Linked DNA regions of Podarcis muralis: region 2 is linked to region 1. The links are chromatin contacts, called in public Hi-C maps. All regions are on one chromosome and are shown on one strand. The core of a region is the stretch at or near the end of the contact, and the rest is flanking DNA. Distances in the headings are between cores, read along the strand shown.

The links. A called contact is a pair of places that touch in the nucleus more often than the background predicts.
Region 2: a contact with region 1 is called in a Hi-C map of tail, with 6 times the contacts expected there. The contact joins the promoter of HS1BP3 here to the promoter of TDRD15 in region 1. A contact is called at or near these places in 2 of 3 Hi-C or Micro-C datasets (blood and tail).

Annotation. Positions count from the first base shown.
Region 1 is chr3:101,696,262-101,699,965 of rPodMur119.hap1.1, reverse strand. TDRD15 (tudor domain containing 15) reads left to right here and starts at 2,010. Exons shown (of 5, transcript XM_077926405.1): 1 at 2,010-2,141; 2 at 2,520-2,984.
Region 2 is chr3:102,062,318-102,065,682 of rPodMur119.hap1.1, reverse strand. HS1BP3 (HCLS1 binding protein 3) reads right to left here and starts at 1,317. Exons shown (of 8, transcript XR_003705764.2): 1 at 1,074-1,317. It overlaps TRNAS-AGA (transfer RNA serine (anticodon AGA)), which reads right to left and starts at 1,445; the gene lies at 1,364-1,445.

The DNA.
Region 1 (3,704 bases), core at 761-3,260:
TTCTGGATGAGGCTAAACTGATGCAGGACTGGAAAAAATTTTTTAAAAAATTTAGTACATGAAAGAATAACAGTGCAAGTAAAAAACAAACAGAGCCCATTTATTTTACAAACAAGAGGCTCACTTTGTGAACAGTGCTTCTCACACAAAAAGGCAGCGGGGGAAAAAAAAGAAGCAAACAGCAAGGCTTTCCAGGGAACAAGCACAATTCTAAAGCCTGGCTGGCTAGGTGTGGCCATCAGCTCAGAGTACAGTGGTACCTCGCAAGACGAACGCCTCGCAAGACAGAAAACCCGCTAGACGAAAGGGTTTTCCGTTTTGGAGGCGCTTCGCAAAACGAATTTCCGTATGGGCTTGCTTCGCAAGACGACAGCCCATAGGGAAATCTCCGGGACAGCGGGGAAGCGCAGCGCGTCTTCCCCGCTGTCCTTGGACCTCCTCCGAAGCCTGGTGGCGGGGCGGGGACACCTCCTCCCGCCGCCGCCGGGCTTCGGAACGATGCCACGATGCCGGGCGGGGGGGGGGGGGGAACGCCTCCGCCGCCGCCCGCCATCGGGACGATGCCCCGATGCCGGGCGGCGGGGCGGGAACGCCTCCTCCGCCGCCCGCCATCGGGACGATGCCCCGATCCCGGGCGGGGGGGGAACGCCTCCGCCACCGCGCGCCATCGGGACGATGCCCCGATCCCGGGCGGCGGGGCAGGGACGCCTCCCCCCGCCGCCCGCCATCGGGACGATGCCCTGATCCCGGGCGGCGGGGCGGGAACGCCTCCCCCCGCCGCCCGCCATCGGGACGATGCCCCGATCCCGGGCGGCGGGGGGGGAACGCCTCCGCGCGCCATTGGGACGATGCCCTGATCCCGGGCGGCGGGGGGGGGGACGCCTCCGCCGCCGTGCGCCATCGGGACGATGCCCCGATCCCGGGCGGCGGGGCGGGAATGCCTCCCCCCGCCGCCCGCCATCGGGACGATGCCCCGATCCCGGGCGGCGGGGGGCGGGAACGCCTCCCCCCCCCGCCCGCCATCGGGACGATGCCCCGATCCCGGGCGGCGGGGGGCGGGAACGCCTCCCCCCCCCGCCCGGCATCGGGACGATGCCCCGATCCCGGGCGGCGGGGGGGGGGGACGCCTCCGCCGCAGCCCGGCATCGGGACAATGCCCCGATGCCGGGAGGCGGGGCGGGAAGCCTGGGCGCGCTGATCTCAGCACGCGCAGGCTTCGGCATGCTGGCACCTGTCCGCAAGCAGCGGCAGCGCTGCCGCTGCTTGCGGAGAGGTCCGCGAAGCCTGGGCCGGACAGCTTTTGAAGGCAGGCGGGGGGGAGCAAAGACTTTCGCCCCCCGCCAGCCTTCAGAAGAGGTCCAGGACCTCTTCTGAAGGCTGGCGGGGGCGAAAGTCTTTGTCCCCCCTGCCTGCCTTCCCAGGGGCTTTTAAATCGCCCCGGACAGCGGAGACGTCCTCCGCTGTCCCGGGGTTTTTTAAAATGCTGGGGGTGGGAAGAAAAGCCCTTGTCCCCCCCCCAGCCTTCAGAAGAGGTCGGGGGACAGACTGTCCCCGGACCTGGTCTGAAGTCGGTTTCCCTAGGAACGCATTAATTGATTTTCAATGCATTCCTATGGGAAACCGTGCATCGCAAGACGAAAAACTCGCAAGACGAAGAGACTTGCGGAACGAATTAATTTCGTCTTGCGAGGCACCACTGTATGCTCAAAACCAATATGATTTTGATACAGGCTAACACTGTGCTACCATATGGGGCTGTACTTGAAGCAGTACATGCCTCCTCCCCAGTGCTTTTTTCTAGGCGTACATGGGGGTACGCATACCCCTAAACATTTTGTCGATCTTAGTTTGGCCTCATTGAGGGGTAGTATTTCAATATGAATAGGGAAATGAGAGTACATACTCCTAAACATTTTTTTAAAGGAAAAAAGCACTGCTCCTCCCTATCTGCTATAGTGGTTGTGCTGGAAAGGCTTCAAAACGTGGTATGGAGTGTAGTAGGGCTGAATTTCAGGCAGTACAATCAGTTTCACGGTTTTCCAGTTTAGAGATACATGGGAAGGAACTCTTTACCATAGCTATACTTTTCAGTTGGATGGTATGGTAGGCCGCCTGTATTTTCATTGGGGAAATGTTGGAAGGTATAGTAAGGTAAAGGTAAAGGTACCCCTGCCCGTACGGGCCAGTCTTGCCAGACTCTGGGGTTGTGCGCCCATCTCACTCAAGAGGCCGGGGGCCAGCGCTGTCCGGAGACACTTCTGGGTCACGTGGTCAGTGTGACAAAGCTGCATCTGGCGAGCCAGAGCCGCACACGGAAACGCCGTTTACCTTCCCGCTAGTAAGCGGTCCCTATTTATCTACTTGCACCTGGGGGTGCTTTCGAACTGCTAGGTTGGCAGGCGCTGAGACCGAGCAGTGGGAGCGCACCCCGCCGTGGGGATTCGAACCGCCAACCATGCGATCGGCAAGCCCTAGGCGCTGAGGCTTTTACCCACAGCGCCACCCGTGTCCCTTGGAAGGTATAGTAGGACGTCCCTATTTTCATTGGGGAAATGTTGGAGGGTATGATAGGAGGTCCCTATTTTCAATGGGGAAATGTTGGAGGGTATGATAGGAGGTCCCTATTTTCAATGGGGAAATGTTGGAGGCTACAGTAGGACGTCCCAATTTTCACTGGAAAAATGTTGGAGGGTATGATAGGACGTCCATTTTTTCATCGGAGAAACGTTGGAAGATAGGACGCTACCCGACCTCCGAGCCGTCTGAAGGCAACCCTACATAGGGAAGTGCTTTAAAAAAAATGTTTCATGTTTTATTATGTTTCAATATATGTCGGGAGCCGCCCAGACTGACCCCCCCAGTCAGACGAGTGGGAATATAAATCGTAAAGAAAAAAGCACCCCATGACGGAAGGGGACGTCCCTATTTCCACCGGAGAAAACGTGGCGACGGCTTGCTTGGAAACGCTCCCACTTCAGCACCAGGTGAAAACGCTGAAGCCGCCCACGCCACCCCAAAGGTGCCAACCCTGGGGGCGCCCACCTTAACCCCCCCCCCCAAGCCAACCGTTCCGGAAAGAGCAGAGCCAACGGTTCCCTCGGGCCTAACCTCCCCTTCCTTTGCCGTTGACGCGCCTCTTAACCTTCCTTCGGAGTCAAGGCGGCGGCGGCGGCGCTTGGTCCCTCAGGCCCGCTTCCTCCCGCGCCGTTTAACGACTCGCCGCCTCGCGCCCGGCTGCCTCCTCGCGAGGCGCACGCGGCCCTTGGGCGGCCCGGCGCGCTTTTCCCCTCAGGCCTCCTCGCGGGGGCCCTTCTTCCTTCTCAGTGTAAGGCGCTTCTGGTTTCTTCTCCCCGAGGGCCGCGTTTCCCCCCTCGAAAAACGCCGCCGAGCCGTTTCCTCCTCCTCCCTCAGGACCGCTTTCCCCTGGGCTGTTGCTGCCCTCGCCTTCCCAGCCCGGCGGCTGTAGTTGGAAAGGCCGCCGCTTCTTCGTGCCTCTCCTCAGAGGGGGGAGCCCACCCCCCTCCTCGGATTCGGTCCCAGGTAAACGGGATTGTGGGGTTGCACCCCGAAACCTGGGGAGGAGGGAGGGGAGAAACTGCGAAAGTAAAAACGGGCGAAAGGAAAGGCTTTCGCCCCATTTCCCACCCTGCTTTCGAAGAGCTTTGGGGAGTCGAGGCTTGAAAACAGCCTTTCTCGCTCCCCCC
Region 2 (3,365 bases), core at 68-2,567, 370 kb before region 1:
ATCCCCGCGGTGGGGTGTGCTCCCGTCGTTCGGTCCCAGCGCCTGCCCACCTAGCAGTTCGAAAGCACCCCCGGGTGCAAGTAGATAAATAGGTACCGCTTTATACCGGGAAGGTAAACGGCGTTTCCGTGTGCTGCGCTGGCTCGCCAGATGCAGCTTGTCACGCTGGCCACGTGACCCGGAAGTGTCTCCGGACAGCGCTGGCCCCCGGCCTCTTGAGTGAGATGAGCGCACAACCCCAGAGTCTGTCAAGACTGGCCTGTACGGGCAGGGGTACCTTTACCTTTTTATCAGAACACCTCACATACCATCAATGACTAATCAACCAGATTGGTAGTTGGGTTCCTATTGAGGGTATTTGGGGAGCCAACATAACAGTGATGTGGGACTGAGGATTGGAACGGTCATTCTGAGATATTATGGCAGTGGACAAAGCTGTATTGTAACATTTGAATAAACTGGGGAAATAAATAATTAAATGAGAGGGAGAACCATAGTGGGGGGGGGTACTGATTTTGTTTTGTTACTATGTAATGTTTTTTTGTGCTTTTCTATTGCAAACTGCCCTGTGATCCCTGAATGAAGGGCGGTATAAAATAACAATAAAATGCACGCCCCCTCCAGCTCCTTGGAGAAAAAGGCGGGGTGGTACCAATGCACCGAACAATAAATTAACCCCCCACCCACCCAAGGCTAAGATGGAGGGAGCTGGCTGCCAGTTCCACGCGCTCTGGACTTGCTTGTAACCGAAGCAGGCGGACGGGTGCGCAAAGATCCCCGTGCGCCCTGACGCACCAGCTACCCTTTGGGAAGAGGGGAGCCGCGGGGGAGAAGGAAGGAAGCGGCGCTACTGGAGAGGCAGGAGGCGCAGGCAGCGAGGCTCGTCCTGCTCGGCAGGAGGCGGAAAGGCAGCCCATGCCAGCTGCTGCGCCGGGCCCAAGGCGCACATCTGGATCCCGAGGCCAGGAAGGCTCCCCTGAACTCTCCGAACCCCGCGTCCTCCTCGCTTTGGGAAGCGGCAAGAGGCAGGCAGGCATAGCAAAGCGAGGCCCCCGCACTGCAAGCCGCCTTACCTGGTGGTGACCAGCACGGCAGGCCCCGAGCTGGGCTGCATGGCGTCGCCAAAGCTCCACCGGCGCAGCGCAGACTTTGCTGGGAGTTGCGCGCAGCGAAAGTGCCGCTGCTGTTGCAAGGCTGGCGAACAGGAGGAGGAGGAGATCGGAGTGTCACGAGTTTCCCTTCCCAAGAGCTGGGCTTACGCTGCCTCTGGCGGCCCCATCCTGGTTCTTCCGGGAAACCCCCGCCCTGCTGGGATCGAGGCGCTTCAATTAAAAGTTTGGCCCTTTGAAAAATAAATCCGCACCGTAGTCGGCAGGATTCGAACCTGCGCGGGGAGACCCCAATGGATTTCTAGTCCATCGCCTTAACCACTCGGCCACGACTACTCCTAGTGGTGAAGGATTTCTGAACAAGTCTTTTTAAATTCTCCTTTCCCCCACCTCCTCCTCCTCAAGGATTTTTATACAGTTGTTAACAGTATAGAATGGTAGAGTTGGAAGGGAACCTAAATTGGAGGGTAATCAAGTCCAATCCCCCAGTATCGCGATTCGTATACTGTATTGCAGAAGGAAATGAAAGTTAACCCCCTTGTCCCAATAAAACGTTTAAATCTGCGTTGGAATAAACCAAAACGCCTCCACGGAGAGCAATTTGCCCGGAGCTGTTTACTATTATGCCACGGCGAGCTTGCTTTACGTTGTGATTCTGGGGTAAGGTTCACCAAACCCTTTGCAATATCGTAGTTGTGCCTCTTCCTTGAAAGCCATGGTATCATGGGCGGAGGCAGTTGCCCGCCCCCCTGTCAAGTAAAACATTAGAAATACTTAACTAACTGACCAATCATGTCGGTTCTGCCCCGCCCCCGCCCCCACAACAAAAACCCTGGCTACGCCCACGCGTGGTTTTTCATTCTTTCATTTCTTAGTATTGCTGCTGATCTGGAAGCGTTGCGTTTGGATAAAGCAAGCCACTTTATCCTGATGAGTGTATTATTTGGGGTTAGTCCAGGATCCGGAGGAAGTGGCTTGTTTGCGGACGGCATGGTGGAGCAAGAGAATTCAGAGAGGTCAGCCTCAAAACGCCTTGCCTCTGGTTTGGGAACATTATGCGATTAACACTGTGATTGCATGCCTAAATTCCACCGAAGTCAATGGGGCTTCCTTCCACTGACTAAGCAATCATGATCTGGCTTCAGGATTGCCAGTGGAGGCAGCTGAGAGAGAGAGAGAGAGAGAGAGAGAGAGAGAGAGAGAGAGAGAGAGAGAGAGAGACGCTGCTTTGAGCATCTCCTTTGTGCACTGCCTAGGTATAATGTAGTAAAATAAATGCATTGATATTCCGGCTCCCTCTGGATAACGACAGCATATTTTCTGGAATAATACACATTGAAACAGAATGCTTGGCAAGGTTTCATTTCATAGTGTAGCACACCAGTGCCCCCTAAACTAGGGATGGGAACTGTGTGGGCCTCTAGGTGTTCATGGAACCAGAAAGTCGGAAGGGACATCGAGGATTATCTAGATATCCCCCTGCAATGCAGAAATCTCAACCAAAGCATCCATCAGGATTCCATCCTCTCCCCCATGATTTTTAACATTTATATGAAGCCGCTGGGAGAGATCATCAGGGGGTTTGGGCTGGGTGGTCATCAGTATGCGGATGATACCCAGCTCTACCTCTCCTTTAAATCAGAACCAGTGAAGGCAGTGAAGGTGAGTGCTGGAGGCAGTGGGAGGATGGATGGTGGCTAACAGATTGAGGTTGAATCCTGACAAGACAGAAATACTGTTCTTGGGGGACAGGGGGCGGGCGGGTGTGGGGGACTCCCTGGTCCTGAATGGGGTAACTGTGCCCCTGAAGAACCAGGTGCGCAGCCTAGGAGTCATTTTGGACTCACAGCTGTCCATGGAGGTACAGGTCAGTTTTGTGCCCAAGGCAGCTGTCTACCAGCTCCATCTGGTACGCAGGTTGAGACCTTACCTGCCGACAGACTGTCTTTTCAGAGTGGTGCATGCTCTGGCTATCTCCCGCTTGGACAAATGCAATGTGCTCTGTGTGGGCTACCTTTGAAGGTGACTCGGAAACTGCAGTTAATCCAGAATGCGGCAGCTAGACTGGCGACTGGGAGTGGCCACCAAGACCATAAAACACTGGTCCTGAAAGACCTACATTGGCTCCCAGCACAATTCAAAGTGTTGGTGCTGACCTTAATGGCTTCAGCCCAGTATGCCTGAAGGAGCGTCTCCACCCCCACCATTCTGCCCGGACACTGAGGTCCAGCGCCGAGGGCCTTCTGGCAGTTCCCT